Linked DNA regions of Manis pentadactyla: region 2 is linked to region 1. Evidence: chromatin contacts called from public Hi-C data. All regions are on one chromosome and are shown on one strand. Each heading gives the region's core, a stretch centred on a gene start, on an enhancer-like site or on the middle of the called end of the contact. The rest is flanking DNA. Distances are from core to core; before and after follow the strand shown. Region 1 holds the start of CCDC80 (coiled-coil domain containing 80). Region 2 holds the start of LOC118934243 (cell surface glycoprotein CD200 receptor 1-like).

The links. A called contact is a pair of places that touch in the nucleus more often than the background predicts.
Region 2: a contact with region 1 is called in a Hi-C map of skin fibroblasts, with 8 times the contacts expected there. The contact joins the promoter of LOC118934243 here to the promoter of CCDC80 in region 1. A contact is called at or near these places in 3 of 3 Hi-C or Micro-C datasets (blood, fibroblasts and skin fibroblasts).

What each region holds. Positions count from the first base shown.
Region 1 is chr1:168,769,417-168,773,027 of mManPen7.hap1, reverse strand. CCDC80 (coiled-coil domain containing 80) reads left to right here and starts at 2,071. Exons shown (of 8, transcript XM_036929600.2): 1 at 2,071-3,091; 2 at 3,511-3,611. The coding sequence starts at 3,522.
Region 2 is chr1:168,934,758-168,938,469 of mManPen7.hap1, reverse strand. LOC118934243 (cell surface glycoprotein CD200 receptor 1-like) reads left to right here and starts at 1,451. Exons shown (of 6, transcript XM_057502606.1): 1 at 1,451-1,749. The coding sequence starts at 1,683.

The DNA.
Region 1 (3,611 bases), core at 822-3,321:
AAAAAAATGGAAAGATCTAAGTAGGGAACATTTTAATGCAGGGCTTTTAAATTTGGACTAGAAATTGAGAATCACTACAAACCACCTATCATTATAGGATTTTCCAAGAAGGGGTGGATGCCAACTTGTTTCCTGATTGCTCTTATTAGGCATGTACTCCCCGGGTTTGCCTGGGATGGGGTGGTGGTGTTCTTTTCTAAGGCCCCAGGGAAAGATTTAGGTATCGAGATTGAAAAATCCTTTGCCAGTGCTGGTATGGGGGTGTGGGGGAACGTGGGACCGGGAGGTGGCAGTCTGCGGTCCTCTCCCTCATATGTGTTTAGAACGCCATCTAGTGGCTGAAGCTCACGGGAGGGATGAAAATCTGAGGACCCCAGGGCAGACACAGCTCAAGGTTGGGCTGGCTTCCCCTCTGGGTCATATGGGGCTCACTAAGGCAACTGCACTTCCAGTTAACCAATGCACAGGTGACAAATGTGCACATCATTGGGAATTTTGTGGAAGCCATGGGAAATTGAAGAAAGAGGGTAATAGACTTTAAGGACTTCCAAGAAAGGCAAAAAGTACTACAATTATTCCAGAAAGTAGGACTTTAAAAGTATAAGTGCTGTGGCTGATCAGATAAAAAAGACTTTTCTATGAATATGAAAAACATAAAAAGGAGCTGAAGGAAGAGAAAATAGAAGGTGGGGGAAGAAAATGAAAGGGGAGACAGATAACATAATGCTTTATAGACAATTCTAAACCTGGGTTCAAATTTCAGAGTTACCAATTACCATTTGTGTGACAGTAAGTGACTTCTTTAAGCTTACTAAACCTCAGTTCCTTTGTCTGTAAAATGGGGCTCATCCCACCTATCTCATAGTGATGCTGTGAGGATTAGAGAAAGGAATCTATAAATGTCCCAAGCCCAGAGCCTCACACAAAAATACCTACCAAGTGATAGCTGTTATTAGTAGAGAGAAGAAAAAAGAAAAGAAAAGGGGGAAGGAAGAAGGCCCAGTAAGGAACAGTGCAGAATACATGATGATGCGAAAAAAGAAGGAGCATTTAGGGTTGTTCAACTTAGCACAACGTATTTATTTGATCAACTTAATGGGCAAATCCTATGAAAGGGGAAGTCTTCTCTGACTCTGGTGGATGGAGGTCTCTGTCTGAAGCCCACATTTGGTGCTGGTGACTTAGAAGTGGCTGAGAGGGCTCCACAGGAGGACCTTCCCTCTTGGCACTCCCTAGTCTTCAAGCTGTGAGCTGAGCAACCCTACACTCAAGCCCCTACAGGCTTTCAGGTCAATGTTGGGAGCTTATGTGAAAGAAAGGCCAATGTGACCAGTCAGAGATGGGGTTGATCAAGCAGTAGCAACTGAGGACCCAGTTTCACCCAGCAAGGACAACCATCACCATGGCCTAGCTTGCCAGGAGCCTTCTGAGAACCCTGGCTTAGCACTGTCTCTGACAGTTAATACTGACTGAGTGCTCTTGGGGAGGCAGGAAGAAATATCTCTACAACCTGAGGCATCTTTCCTCTCCACCGAAAACTGAATCCCCAGGGCAGATCCAGTAGGTGGACACACACAGCTACCTCATTCTCTTCTTTGGAACCTGATATGGTTATTTCTAAGTATTGCCTAAAACCTCCAGATACCGGAAGTCCCTGGAGGGCAAAATACCACACTGCACACATATCCTCCCACAACAGCATGCTGTCCCAGGAGGCTTTTAGCCTACCACCTCTAGCTGGAAGCCGCAACTGGAGAGCACAATGCCCTTTCTCTGATGCAAAGGCTGACTGCAATCTCAGGGGCACAGCAGCCATTGCCCGCATTTCTAACCTTTTACCAGCTTTCTTCCATGCCAAGGAGAAAAACCAGGAACAAGAACACAGTAATATGATCCCCAATTAGCATAAAATGAAAACAACCCAGTCATGTTTTCCATGGGCTTTTCCAACCACAGACTAAATGCATGAAGCAGGGAGAAAGAGATAAAAATATACACATAGACCTATAAATATATATACTGTCTGTGTAAGCACAGACTGGCATCCTGGAGCAAAGGCAATCTGTCTCTAGGAAAACGATGAAGCCAGTGCAGACAATCTGAGAATTTTTCCTTTCCAAAGGGCAGTGTGTGTACAGATGGGAAGGCAGAGCATCCTGGTTGCTCAGTATGGAAGGGGTTAAATCCCCAGTCACTCTATTCTAAAGTGATTTATGATGATGTGTAGTGTTTCAAAACTTCCCCCCACCCCAAAGAACAGACCTCTCCTTCCCTACCTAGTCCACTCTCAATGTGCTGAAATGGGAAGGAGGCGGTGTTTTGCTGATCTGTTAAATTCTTAGTGAAGTTTCCTTGATTTCCAGTGGCTGCTGTTGTTTGAGTTTGGTTTGGATCAAAACTGAGGTTATCCTGGCATTTCTGGGACTGGATCCAGGCAAGAGGAAGAAGGAAAAGAAGGAGAAGGAAAAGAGGAGAGAAAAAGTGGTGAGAAATAAAGGGAGGAGAGAAGCATAGAGAAAGAAAAAAAAAGTCCTTTTTCAACATCACATTCCTGTGTTTTCCCTCAGCCTGGAAAACATATTAATTCCAGTGCTTTTACACTCTCGGAAACAAAGGGACTAAGCCAGTGTGGGGAAAAGGGTGATAAGAAGAATCCTGGAACTCTAAACAGAGAAAGAACAAGATTCAGAAATAACTGGGACTCTGCTTTGAGGGGCGTCCTGAGTCTGTCGGCACAGGGGACTGGCACACACAGATACACAAGACCGAGCTGCAACTACAGACAAATGGAGATGCAAAGACTTAAAAGGACAGCTCCTTTCACCTCATCCTACTTGTCAAGAAGGTAAAAAAAGACACAGCCAGAAGGAAAAAGAAGAAAGCGGCTCAGCCCTCAGGTCAGGACAGGCTGTGGGGCTGTGGCGCGACTCTGGGAGCTGGAACGGCAGCATAGCCCCTTTGTAGCACTCAGCCTCCCTCGCGAAGAAGAAAGAGGGTTGGGAGGAAAAGTATTTCATCTAGGAATCTGTCCTGGGACCAAACTTCAGACTGCTTTTTAAGCCCTCTGCATTCCATCTCCATGAGCCACAATGTAAGTGTGTAATCCTTTCTGTCTTTGGTGTGTTTGCTTTTTTGTTGCTTATTTGAAGAAATGAAATGGAAATGTTGTCATAATTAATATACTCAGTGTGCATTTTCTCTGGAGCATCAGAGAATCAATTGAAACAGTGCAAGCATGCTGAATGGAGGACGGAGTAGGGTTTCCAGCTTAATGTAACTGTCTCTGCTAAGCACTGACAAATTACAGGGGTTTAAAAGCAACAGGATCTCATCCTCTTTTCCATTCCCTGACCCTCCTCCTCCTTATTTAACCACCCCTTCCCCCACCCCTTGGCCAAGATAGAGAAAAGAAAATGCCCAGTTCTGTTTGCAATTAAATGATTTTCTTTCTTTTTTTCCATCCCCTAACCCCCACCCGCTCCTGTCTTTTGACCCTGCTGCCTCCCAAAGTGGATTGCACAATGACATGGAGAATGGGACCCAGTTTTGCCATGCTGTTGGCAGTGTGGCTTGTGTGTGGATCAGAACCCCACCCCCATGCCATGAATGGA
Region 2 (3,712 bases), core at 202-2,701, 170 kb before region 1:
CTATGTAACTTAAGCTGTATATGGTGGAAACCAGAAAGTTTTCTTTTAAATGATATTTCATCACTGATTTTCTGACTCCTGGTAAAATATTAGATAGCTTAATAAAAGAAGTTGCTTTTGTTATAATCCATGTTGTTACATAGCTCATATCTTCCCAGTAGTCTGTGACCTCAAGCACCTGATTTCACTCTCTTAATCAAATTGGTTCACTGGAAAGAACCCTTGAGAAAGGGGAAGGGGGAAAAAAATATATATGCAGTTTAACATTGGGCCAAGGAAAGATGGAACTGCTAACTTAAAAAAATGCATGTTAATCTTTTTCCTGTTTACAATGTTTCCTTCCCCTCCCTGGAGAGTTTTGCCTTGGGGTAAGAAGTTCTTAGCACAGAGAGGATTTCTTTCCTCCCAAACATAACCTATATGCATATAAAGTAGCCACATTAAAACAGGCAGAGTTTTTTTGGAAGTCTGGATTCTAGATGTGTGACAACTAAAGATGGGTATTTATTTGTAATTTGCCTAACTCTTCAAAGGTGAAAGTGAGTGGAAATAAATGCCAACTTGTGATAGAGTTATGGCCACCCAAGTTGTCCATGTCCTACCTCTGAAACTTGTAAATAGGTAACCGTAGAGTGGAAAAGGGACTTTGCAGATGTGATTAAATTATATAACTGTGATTAAGTTATACATTAAGTGTGGTCCAATATATTCACAAGGGTCTTTATGAGAGAGAGGTAGGAGGGTTAAAATAAGAGAAGGAGCTGTGACCACTGAGCAGAGGTGGGGATAATGCAGCCACAAGCCAAGGAATGTGAGTAACTTCTAGAAGCTGGAAAAGCCAACAAATGGATTCTCTCCATGTGTCTGGAAAGAACGCAGCCCTGCTGGCACTTGGTTTTAGCCTTCTAAGATCCATTCTGGACTTCTGACCTAAAGCACTGTAAGATAAATTTGTATTGTTTTAAGCCAATCAGTTTGTGACTTAAAGATAAATTTGTGTTGTTTTAAGCCACCCACTTTGTGGCTTAAAGATAAATTTGTGTTGTTTTAAGTCACTCAGTTTTAATAAATTGCAGTAACAATAAAAAAATACACTTAAGATGCTTCTGGAGTTGTAGACATTATAGACAGTAATTTCATAGAAAAATTTTCAAGGGAAAATATTTTATTCCAAAGTTTATTACTGAGGCTGTACACCTTTTCAACCTGGAGAAAGCTTCTTAAAGTTACCATGACTAGGTTATTTAAAGGGATGGGCTCAAATTAGATAAATACCCTGTTTTGCTTTTTAATTCATGTTTAGACAAATCCATTTATGTTGGGCATGTTCAATGCCTTACTGTAAAGTTTATCTGTGTACAGCAGAAGTGAGATGAGGACCAATGAGCTGAAAGATAACTCAATCAATCTGCTTCCTCTGTCTTTGCTTCAGTGCTTCAAACAGGAAATCTATTGCTGTGTCAAGTTCTAGAGACGAGTTTCTTCTGCTCCAAGTTGCTAATCAGGCTAAAACACATAGAGTTGAAGGAAGGGGATAGGAGGAAAGGAGTGTCCTACTGCTGATGGGCTAAGGAAGTCAGCACGGAGGAGTCAACTAGAGACAGCTCCACCATGTCTGCAGTGCCGGTTACACCTGCGTGCAGGGCAAGTACTGAGTGAAGGGCAGAAACCCGAAAACAGAAATGCCCTGTACCTGGGGAACTTCTGACCTATGGCTGTCAGGATTTTTGACTGTCTTCTTAGTGGCTGGTAAGTTTGACTTCTCTTTGGGAGAGTGACAGGAGAGTGACTAGTGAGAAACCTGATCTCAGCTTTTCCTAAGTGCTCTTTGCCTTTCTTAAGGAGCAATGCAAGATAATTGCAATCATAAATACGGGGGAGGGGAGTGTCTCCCATATTTATTTCCCCTTATTATCCTTATTTCCTTCTTCGTTTTATTTTACTTTGTATTCTAGTGCAGTATATGTATCTCTCTAATTTGCCTCTCCACCCACTTCCTTATTTCCCCCTCCTCCTTTTTTTGAGAGAGGAAGAATAAATTAAATAATTTCTAGTAGTAATCCAAGTCGTCTGGGTTCTCTTTATCTTCTTCTCTTTAACAGAATTTAAATAATAATCCCAACCTATTTAGGTCTGTATTGTTACCATCACAAATTAGGCAAGTCTCTTGCTTTCTATCACTCTCTGTGACTAGGTGCTTTTTAAATGGAATCTACTGAGTTTGGTAGTGCATCTGTGATGTACGTCTGTATTTCTCACCCAGACGAGTAGGCTGTAAAAGACACTTCCTGAATTAGAGGTACAGCCTTCTACATCTAGGCTCCTGTAGGAGTTGTAGAGGACTTGGGGCTCTTCTGGGGGTGTCCTGGTTTCACTAGAGGGTTGGTAGGGGTTGATGCGGGAGGGAGTTTTCAGGTTTCACTTTTAGTAGATGGAAGCAGCTGCAAGGAAACAGTGTAGTTGGTTTAAAATTTTATGATTTGATAATTGGGAGAAGAAGAGGTATTTTTTTCTTATATGGATGACTTTAAAATATTGCTTATCTTCCTGCATAAAATCTGTTTTCTACATGAGAATCTTACTGGCAAGCACACGTACAATAAACACATTATATTGCTGTAACTTTCTATGCAGAACTCTCACATACTTTCCCTGCTTAGATCTACACAGCAGCCCTGTGAAGTAGGCATGGAAGCCATGTCTCCATTTTACAAAGGTAGAAACTGAGGCTTAGAGAGGTGACATAATTTGTTCAGTACTACCAATACACGGTAGAGCCATACCCAGTCGTGTCTGTAAGCATCAAGTAGGCATTCAAGTACACAATTTTCCTGATTATTTAGCCACTGTGCATTTTACCAAAAAGCCCCGCTATTTATAAAACCTCTGAAAAGAGAGTGAAGCTGATGCTTGGTTATAACCTTAATGGACTGTTTACTCACTTGAAAAAAAATCAAGTGATCTGAATCTCCAGCAGTTGAGATCTGGTTGTAGAATATTTTACAGAAACCTGTATAGGACCCAACTTAACAGTGAAGCCAGTTAGGCAAAGGAGACATTTATCTCAATTGTACTATGACTTTTGAATAAAGGGGAAAAAAATCAAGATAATGACATAGTTAATACTTTTTACTTTTAATAGATTAAAGGGTTGAATTTTAAAACTATTTCTGAACACAACTAGGAGTTATTACATGTATCAAATCTCTGAAGTCTGGCTTGTATAATTATAAAGTTATTAAAATGTTTAGAGTCAAGATACAAGAAAGCAAATTACCTTGAGTGCAATGATTTGGCATTGATAAATTCACCATGAAATAATTCAGAATAATAAGAAGCAAACCACATGGGGCAAGAATTCATATCTTTATTGATAATACTGCTTTGTTATTATTACATTAATATTAAAAAACTCATTTTATCATACAAAGTAAATTCACAAAGGAAGAGAGCTAGTGACTTCAATGTAAAATATAGCATTAAATCTATATTTACTTTTCTGTTTACTTATTTACTTAAAAATTCAAGCAACAACCTTGTTGTTAAGGGTTGTTAAGAAAATACATGAGGGGAAAAATGAAAACAACCTAAAGTCATCCATGGCAGAGAAAAACTCTCCAATCTGGTTCCAGGCTTTCCCTCACACTCCCTTCACTTATGCCATTTCTTCCTCCTTGTTTTAGCGTATTGTCTTCTACATGTTTTTCTTGTG